Linked DNA regions of Mus musculus: all the other regions are linked to region 3. The links are chromatin contacts, called in public promoter capture Hi-C maps. All regions are on one chromosome and are shown on one strand. The core of a region is the stretch at or near the end of the contact, and the rest is flanking DNA. Distances in the headings are between cores, read along the strand shown.

Region 1 (3,284 bases), core at 503-3,002, 460 kb after region 3:
GGGTACTGGAGAGATAGTTCAGTGTGAGAGCACTGGCTGCTCTTCCAGAAGACCTGAGTGTGACTCCCAGCACCCACGTGGCAGTTCACAGCCATCCAAAACACCAGTCCAGGGAGATCTGATAACTTCTTGCTTATGTGGGCTCCAAAGATGCAGGTAGTACACAGAAATACCTGCAGGCAAAACACCCATATATGTAAAATTAATTGAAGAAAGATGTCTGTGGAAAATGGTATTGAGCTCTGTGTCTTTTCCACCACCTCATCTTATACACATCTCTGCTTCTATTGAGGTGCCTGCCACCATATTGAAAGTGTCGTGTGGGTTATTAAAGATGAACTCATATCAAGTTCCACAAATTAAGAACATCTGTAAAGACCTTTTTCCAAATTCAATTCTATTTACAAGAGCCTAGGATTTGGACATGGGTCTAACTTTGAGGGAAGGCACATGATAAACTTAACTCATTCTACAATATAGTTAACAAAAAACTGACAAGTTATCAATCTGAGTGATAGAATGTATTTGGGGTTTTTAAAAATACTATTCCTCTTTTGTGTTTTTGGTAGAAATTATTGCAACCATTCTAAATTAATTTGCTGCTACTATCTATGGTCATATTTTTATGCCCATTTATAGGGACTTGACACATACCACAGCCCATGAGAGCACTTGAAACATATAATGTAAAAATAATTCAGGACACAATAATTGAGAAAATGAAATAGTAGCTGATAGTCAGGAGTCTAACTGAACACAGGGCACATGCAAAGGCCTTTTGCGGAGAAGGTAACATCTAGGACAGCCATGTCAATGTGAAGTTCAAAGATAACATCTCTTTTTAGCATAAGCACATTCCCTCAATACTTGTGACATACTAATAATCACTACCTGAAACTCAGCTCGTTGTGGGGTCTGCTTAAATCCAACATAATTCAAACAGCAGGTCAATGCAGTTGACAAAAATTTGATTGTAATCAAGCCACTACTGCTCAATCAGGGCCACAGATCAGACTTGGGAGCTGAACTAAGACCCTGAAGGGATGCTATCCATCATATTTATAGTATGAAACCGTAAAGAGATGGGATGCTAGGGGGGCTATAGCATTGTCTAATCATACTTTGATATAAGGGACTGAGCAAGGAAGTTTCCATTAATCAAGAGTGGAGTTGATTCCTGAGCCTGGGAAGATGAACTTAGGTTGACCTTGCCAGCAAGTTGGAGAAGTTGTCCTTGAGATGTCTGCACTCAGACAGCTGTTTCCTTACAACAGAAGCTGGTCAGCTACTGGGAAGTTCCCAGCTCCCTAGGGCCTGAGACCTTGAATTTAATTTTTTTCTTAGGATTAAATGGAGTCTGAAACCAAACTGGTAGTACCTAGAATGAGGTTCTATTGCTTGTTCCCAACAAGATTATCTGTTCTGTACCTAACCTGGTGGCCCAGTCCACAGAAGTACTCCCTGGTGTCACCAGAGTTCTCTTTATAACATCTGCCAGCTGAGATTTCCCACTTGCTTTAGCCCATCCTCATTGACAGCCGAAGAGTTAACTCTGCTTGGAACAGGTTCTTCCAGCTTGCCATTGGCATTGAGGAAGAAACATATTAACCAACTCTTTAGCAACTCAGGCATGACATTGCATTTTTCTTCTAATCCTTTATCTAAATGTCTGGCCTCTGAACACTGTGGGAGTAGCTTTTCCCTTATTGGATTGTCTCCCCTTAACTGGGAAGGGCGTATTCAAATTTAATAAGTAGCTTACAAAACAGCAGAAACTCTTGCATATGGTAAAAGCTAGCTTTTTAGAGGGAACAGCTTTTTAACAAGGTAAGTACTGAATCAAATCTCTCTCTCTCTTTCTCTCTCTCTCTCTCTCTCTCTCTCGCTCGCTCGCTCGCTCGCTTGCTCTCTCTCACACTCTCTCTCCCCCCCCCCCCCACACACACATCCTATATGTTCCTAGAAAATAATTTAGCACAAGAAAACAAAGTTTTATACTGGCATGCAGACTAGGTGTGCTGGATTCAGGACAGTCTAAGAATTGCCGAATCCATTTCTGCTGGATACATTGTAATAGAGATGTAAGCATAAAGGATTTAGATAATGATTGAGGATTTAGTAAAGGATTGAGACATGAGAATTTATTGGTAAGAGACAAATTAATCTCATAAGTAGACAATAGGAGGTAATAGCCTAGACAAATTGCAATTATGTCCAGGGAAGAGAAGCATGGGACTTAGTGTGTTACAGCTCTGAGGGTGGAGGTTTCCCTGGTGCAAGTGCTATAACTCTGAGGAAAAAGGTTTCCCCTATGGAAATGTTGCAGCTCTGAAGGGAAAGGCATCCCAGCATTTGGAAGCCAAGTGATACCACAGAGTCACACTGCACAACAAACCTCATACTGGAGATTTATTGGGAAGGATATAAGAAGGTGGCTACCTCTGCTAGGGTGAGAACTGGACAGGAGAAAGGCTTATATACAGCTCTTTTGAGGGAGGAGTTTTCCAAGGTGGAGATTTCCAGGGCGAAGATTAGTAAGATTTCAAGTTGTGAGCTTGGAGCAAGTGCAGGGATTGGTGGGAATTTTGCACATGGGAATTGGTAGGTTTTCAAGCTCAGGCACTGATGGGTTTGGGTAGCTTTTGTCATCCAGAAATGGGCTCATACCATTTACCCTACGTTATGATGATGATGATGATGCAACCAAATAGTAGGAAAGGGAGCAACATTCTCATTAAACTACTTTCTGCTGATTGGGGCTGCCAAAGTTCTTAGGGAAAACTTGATCTTCACCATCAGGGTATAGTCACAGGCCTCTAGCTCAGTAGCTAGGGGCTGGTCATTGTACAATAGCAGCAGAATAAAAGTCTGATTAGAAATCTTTCTGATCTCTTCTTGAAGAAATCTAGACAAGAAAGGGCTTGTGAACTTCTGGACATAGGGGCTGGGTGGTATTGCTCAGGGTGAGGATATTATCACAGTCTGAGGGATCCAGTGTGAAGCAGCCTGTGATGCCAGAGAAAGAAGTGTCGGAGAAACTAGGGGTGGTAGTGATTTTTGGCAGGGTGCAGAGTGTGATAAGCCAATGGGTGAGGCTACAAATGATGATTGTGAATTTGATCCAGAAGGGGCACACAACTAACTTTCTCCAAAGTGGCCATCCAGGGTGTTATTTAGTAGCTGATCTACAATTAAGACAGCCCAGATTTGTCCCATGGTATTTGTAGGACCAATGTGGGTAACCTCTTTAAGTTTCTGACCACTTTTTACAGTAGTGTTCCTTT
Region 2 (3,298 bases), core at 255-2,754, 290 kb after region 3:
TCCAGAAGAATGTGGACACCAGCCCCAGTCCCAGCTTCTCTCCTGCAAACCCGACAGCCTAGCTACGAGCATGCATTCAGCTCAGACCCGGCTAACCCAAGAACAGCCCCAGCGCGAGGACAAGTTCTTCAGCCAAATAGGTCCTGAGTCGGTAACAGGGACATATGGGTAGATATGGGTAGATAAGGGAGATATGGGTAGATGCAGGGATAGACAAGTAACTCTTAAATGGTGCACCTTCTTACTACCCTGTAGAATGCAGATCAGGAAACTTACACAGAAGAGAGGATAGGAATGAGTGTTCTCAAGACCAGGCGACCCAAGCCATGGGACTGTCACCTATTACCTATGGTGCTCTGGAGACAATATATACTATAGTAAGTCCTTCCCACTTTTCAATATCACCGTTTTGCAGCACTCTGGAGTAGGGACCTCGGATTCTGACCCCTTAGTGGTTTACACAGACAGCTCTGAGGCCTACACCAGCACAGTGCTGAATCCAGGATCCCTTTCTCTGTTCCCACCCCACATCCCTGCAGCGACTAGGAAATCACCTTTCACAGAGAGTATCCCTCTACTGGCTCCTGCAAAGGGGATGAGGCTCTGGGTCCAGTTCACACAGATCTACAGGAACAGTTCAAAGTGCCAAAGGATATCTTAAAACTAGCCCTTTAGGTCATATTTAAAGAGAGGTTGGTAGCAGAAGGTCCCTCTGGGATGGAGCCAGGGCCACATGTGAACACCTGGAGCAAGCTCCAGAGGTTAGGATGAAGAACTTCCAGAAAGCCACAAGAGAGGTGGAGAGGGTTAGGGTCCCTTCCACTAGAAAAGCCTAGAAGATCTGGAGGCCCCCACTAGAGAGAAGGAGGGGGGATTGTGCAATTACAGCTGGTCTAGGAGTTTCCCACATTGGCACCAAGTCGCCAGAAAGGAAACCCCAACCATAGGGCCAGGAAGGCAGCTCTGCAATTGGTTCGAGGCCAGGTATGGGTTTCTGAGATTCAGATAGAGTTGTAGGATGTGGTGGGTGTCCAAGGGGGGCGACAGAGCATGGCACGGCCCGCACAGCTAGGAGTTAGGGGTGCTGTCTGGACTCTCTTAGGTCCAGGCCAGAGTGGATACAGTGCACAAAGCCAGAGGTGCAGATAACGTGCGGGACATCCCAGCCGGGCGCGCTCCAGCCCAGATGAGGTCCGGGAATCCCTGTCTGCGCCTCGGAGGACGGGAGTTAGGACCGCCAACCCCTGCAGCACCCCCTCCCCGCTCTACTCACCTCGAACATAAGCCCGATGAGGACGCAGAGCACCAAGCAGAAACCGATGTCTGCATGGTTGTGGATGATGAACTCCTGGCTGAAGAGCGGGTAACTTTTCGTCCTCCTACGGAAAGCCATGGCAGCGGGCGTTCACCGCCTGCGGGGGCCCGCACCCTCGCTCAGCAGCCCCAGCGAAAACTTCTCCGGCCCGGCCCGGTCCGCACGCCAGCCCCGCAGCCCAGCGCGGAACAACTTCGGGCCCCGCCCCCTTCCTCTGCCCGCCCCGCCCCGGCCTGCCGCCCGGAACCGCCCCCGGCCACAGCCCTCGCCCCGCAGCGGCTGCACAGGCGCGGGCCTCTAGCCACACCCCCTTCCTCCGTCCGCCCCGCCCCCAGGCCGCAAAGGCGCGCGCCTCTGGCCACACCCCCTTCCTCCATCCGCCCCGCCCTCAAGCCCTTTGGCCAGCGCCACCGGCCACGCCTCCTGGGCGAGCCCGGCGCGCCTAACCCTTGTGCCGCGCTCGCTACCGGTGCTTGCGGCTTCCACCGGGGGTACACTCTTCCGTGAACCTCGCTGAGACGCGGGAATGGAAGCCCTGTCCTCCGGCTTTGAGAGGAAGCGGCTCCCGAGCTGCTGGACAGGAAGTGGGCCGGGATCCCACTCCTAGCGCCCAGCTTCTTCCTCTGCAGGAAGGGCCCGGGGCGGGAAGCTTCGTGCCGGCCTGTGGACTGGCCCCAGCCCTGCGCTGGATCTTAAATGAATGCATGGCTACTCCTGTGTCTGAAGGATTGCACAGTGTAGGTTCAACCTCTCAGAACCTTCAGCAGCTACCCCAAGGCCTTGCCTTAGTAGAGCCTACTTTGCAAGGGCGTGCAGGTACCCCGCGTTTTACTCCTTCACTTAAAAGGCCAGGTACTGCCCAGAATTGGTTTTTCAGGGCTCACTACCTTCAATATTAATTGATCAGAAGTGGAAGAATAAACACTGAAGAAATAAAAAAAAAAAAAAAAAAAAAAAAAGATCCTCACCCAACGTTTCCATTTAATATTAAGTTTCAAAATTACTTCCGGAAGGACAAAAGGTCTTTTAAAATAAATTATACTAGCAAATATTGGATTTAATCCTGCCAGTAATGAAGGAACAAATAATCGCTTCTAAATGTACAGAAATGCAAAATGAACAGAGGACTGTTTAATTTCTTTTCTTTTTTTAAAATTAGTTTCACGGTTACGAGTTTGCAAAAATAGCAGTCTGAAGGTAACTAGAACTGAATGAAGTTCCTTAAAGAAATTTATCTCCTGTATTCTAAACTGTGCACTATTTAACAGACAGCCCTAGGGCTTCTAACTCCACGGGCGGGGCGGGGGGCATTAATGCCTATATTGGACTAACCTTTGTTTAAAGTTAAGACCGGTGCGTGCGTGCGTGCGTGCACGTGCGTACAGTTTATGACATATAGGGGCTGCACATGCATGAGCTCACATATTTATGTATTTTCGCCCCAGTGACCTCCGGTGTCAGGCCTCACCTTCCACCTGGTTTGTTCCAAGGTCTCTCTTTGTGTTGACTTTTCCACTAGGTAGGCCAGGCTAGCTGCTCCTCTAGCTCCTCCCATCTCCCAGTAGAAATGCCCCTTGTGGCCAACTTTTACATGGGTTCTGCGGATTCCAAGTCAGGTCCTAGTATTTGCACAGCATGGACTATCACTCACTACGCTGTCTCCCCAATCAAGACTCTTCTGAAATTCGGACCTAGCCTTGTAAAGAACTCTGGAGCACCTTGACTCTCAATGTACAAATGTTCTAATGGTCAATGATTTGTGGGAATTTCCTTCGCATATGTAATGGTGTCAATCTAACGTTTAATACTTGAGGCCAAAATCCATGGGAAACAGTAGAACTCACCACCCCTCCCATTTATAAATAAAACAGTCGAAAAAGCAGAGATGTTTTAGACATTGCTCTTGCAGCTGATAGCTCTTCCCTTTGCAGAATAGTTGAACAATAAGACACAAGATTCTAAGATGTATGTTTGATGGTGCAT
Region 3 (3,280 bases), core at 26-2,525:
CTCTTCAACAGTGTATTCACATACATTAAATAAATAAATAAACAAACAAATAAATAAATAAATCTTTTTTTAAAAATCTTGTCTAAAAAAGCAAAAACAATAATATAAAGAATTGGTATTTGTATACTCTTTCTACCTTTACCTCTTATAGCAATTGCAGTGTCCAAGTTAACTAAAATCTAAGCACTTATGATCTACCTTGCAAGTCTAGATTCATATCAATATAACAATCTCTTCCCCCATAATTATGCACAGGTAGGGGAAGTAAAACTCACAAAGGGAATGACCAACACCAAAGTGCATACTTAGCAGGTAGGAGAGACAAATCGGTCTGACTTCAAAGCCTCTGTCTCTAAATACTGTATTTTGGTGGTTTACTGCAATCACTATAATACTATACACTATGCAGTAATTAAAAGAATATGGCCATTGTCGGAAAGCATGAGCCATTTATAAAAGCCATGCTCTTTCAGGTCTCAAGGCTTAGCCAGGGAAAATCAAAGGACTATCAAAACCAATAACACAGTGTGTGATTTCCTAAGCTTACTCCATGTGCCTCTATATTAAACCCTTCCCAGGTATTAATTAATTAGTCAGTTACCAAAGTCCCGAGACACTTCTCCAGGAGCTGAGCAAAAGTTGAGCCCTGGGCTATTCTACTTTCTCCTCCATCCAAATGACCTTGGAGGAACCAAACCATGGGTCCCAGCTTCTTTGTGGTATATATTATATATTAATATTTAATGTATATTTATACTACTATCGCATGCAATGTAACACGATATTATATATAGATTCCTGCCTTGGAATACATATTTATATAAAACAAAGCTTGGCCTGGCTCTTATTTTAGGTCAACCTAAGTCTTTAATGAGTAGGTAAGAGAGACCATGATGGTCACTGGAGATAACCAGATACACACACCAGCCCACCTGAGCAAATCTATCAGGTAAGATCATCTGCTCTTCTCCCATTCTAACTGTTCCATTGATGTTGGTTTTTATTCTTCTCTTCTCTTCTCTTTTTTCTCCACCAGACAAATCAAAATTAAACTTAACTTCACGTTTTAAAGAGCTAATTCACAAAAGACTCTAAGAAGGCCTAAAGCCTTAGAAATCTCCCTTTCTTAAAGCTTAGACGCACCTATCCTTAGCCTATGATTATTCAACACCACTCACCATGGCTGTTTCACGGGTGCACTTCATGCTGGTTTCTCCAATGGCTGCTTCTTCCCTCAGGAAGTACTTTCTTCTAAGTATGTCTTCCTGGGTATGTCAAACAGCAGTAGTACCTGTCAGTTTTATAGCAATCACTGTCCCTGTTTCCACTGACCTCCTTACTGACTGTAAGTTGTGGTTAACCGAGAGTTACTGACGAATGCAGGGTTTCTACTCCACTTCCTGAAGGGGAATCAAAGGGGGACCCTAAAGGGAGATGACGGAAAATGGACCAGATCTTCCCTCCCTCTCTTCTAAGCCCACCCACTTCCACTCCCATTACCTTTACTACAGATATGAACCGAGTCACAGATTACTGTCATGATCTTTAATTCCCCCACAAAGCAACACTCTTGTCATGCTCTGCGTGTGGGTTCTGCTTTCGGGTCATGCAGTAGAATCCAGTGAATGGGGGTAAGTCATCCTGGCCTAGACTTGGTTTTAAACACTGTGGATGGGAAAATAAAATAAGAGAAACGGGTGACATCAGTGAGAAATTCAGAAATTACATCCCCGGGGTCTTTTGTGGTTTCTCTAGACTAATTATTTTAACGCTATGACAGGACCCTATCGTGCCATTCACATGGTATAAGTGGCTATTTCCTTGGCTATCTCTGATTTGGGAGCATTCTTGTTAGCCAAAGTGAATTAGTAAATAGAAAATTGAAATGTTCATGTGCAGTTTGTAGACTTGAAAAAAATATAGAAAGGGAACAAAAGGAAAAATAAAAAGAAAACAAAATCATTTGTCTCAGTTTAGATCCAGGCAGTAAGCATTTGTTAAGCACACCCATTTATACTAGGGAAATAATTTCATTCCCCGTTCCTCAAAAACACCAGTACTTTACTTCTTAAAAAAATCTCAATTTTGATCAGGTAAAACTTCTATACATTGTCCCATTGTGAATTTGTATCAATCTACAAAACGAAGTTTCCCCAAGTGTAAGAATTTGATCAAAACTATATATTCGTGTATACAATTCTATAACAGTAAACTTTTGTTGGTTTTCTTATCGTTTTTAAAATTTTTCTAGACAGGGTTTCTGTAGCCTTGGCTGTGCTAGAATTCCCTTTAGAGACCAGGCTGGCCTCTAATGTACAGATATCCACCTGTCTCTGCCTCCCCAATGCTGAGATTAAAGGCAAGTTTGGTGAGTGTTTATATGGTTTCCAGGGGCAGAATAGAGCATCAGCAACTAGGCACAATATGATTGGCAGAACAGTGTGCCTTTGAAACTGATTGGTCTTTAGGGTCTGGCCTAGGTGTTCTCTGACCTGTCTTTTCTAGGAGGGGAGGGGTCCGGTGGAATTTTCCAAAGGCTCTGTGCCGACCTCTTTAATACTACTGTAATAAAAGTTTAAACACCTTAATTGTACTTTGGGCAGTTAAATTACGGGTCAGATACACGATAGACTAGGGTTATATAATGCAATCCATTTGATGAAAAATTGCTATAAGCAGAAAGGCAGATATCATGCCTAATTAATTTGTAGCCTTAGAGAAAAACATGAAAAAAAAAAAAAACAGAACCTTATTTGTGTATATTCTATTTTCTGAATTGACAAAAGTAACACAAGGAAGAAATTGAGTTCAGAACGGGACCGAAATGTTTGCAAATGAAATAGAGAATCGAGTCCTGCAAGACTGGAAAGGAGAAACATCTATTTCTACCCACTGAAAAGTAAAAGACAAGCTCAGAAAAGGCCCAGGTATATCTTTCAGCCAAACAAATTTCCCAAGGGCAAAAATCAGAATGAAGCATGAAATAATTGGATGCGGGAACTCAGAATAAAATGCATATGAATACCGCTCTAGCAATCATTAAGTTGGGAGAGGCAGAAAGAGTTGCAGGAATACAAAGAGAAATATAGGTTTCCTGAAAATTGTACTTTGAGAGAAAATTCTTGCTAGCATAAGAAACTTACTCAGCTTTTGAAAACACTCTCAAAATTACCCAGGAACTGCTCCTCATATCTCAACCGCTAAGCAGCAGCCATCAAAGCCTGCTAGAATTCTTTACCAACACTATTTTATATGTATCAAAGGGGTTTCTAGGAGGAAA

What was found. Promoter capture Hi-C pulls out the DNA fragments that hold promoters and counts their contacts.
Region 1: a promoter capture Hi-C map of the HPC-7 cell line shows a contact between it and region 3, with 3 times the contacts expected there. The contact joins the promoter of Gsta3 here to the promoter of Il17f in region 3. A contact is called at or near these places in 3 of 39 promoter capture datasets (the 3T3-L1 cell line, the HPC-7 cell line and stem cell-derived epiblast-like cells), 1 of 115 datasets of contacts at active chromatin or transcription factors (embryonic stem cells) and 2 of 9 other capture datasets (liver and pancreatic islet).
Region 2: a promoter capture Hi-C map of the HPC-7 cell line shows a contact between it and region 3. The contact joins the promoter of Tram2 here to the promoter of Il17f in region 3. A contact is called at or near these places in 2 of 39 promoter capture datasets (the HPC-7 cell line and embryonic stem cells).

The regions. Positions count from the first base shown.
Region 1 is chr1:21,238,833-21,242,116 of GRCm38.p6, forward strand. It overlaps Gsta3 (glutathione S-transferase, alpha 3), which reads left to right and starts at 1,753. Exons shown (of 7, transcript NM_010356.4): 1 at 1,753-1,827. All of the region lies in intron 1 of Gm28836 (a long non-coding RNA gene), which reads right to left.
Region 2 is chr1:21,077,721-21,081,018 of GRCm38.p6, forward strand. It overlaps Tram2 (translocating chain-associating membrane protein 2), which reads right to left and starts at 1,505. Exons shown (of 11, transcript NM_177409.3): 1 at 1,274-1,505. The coding sequence starts at 1,393.
Region 3 is chr1:20,782,995-20,786,274 of GRCm38.p6, forward strand. It overlaps Il17f (interleukin 17F), which reads right to left and starts at 1,276. Exons shown (of 3, transcript NM_145856.2): 1 at 1,179-1,276. The coding sequence starts at 1,205.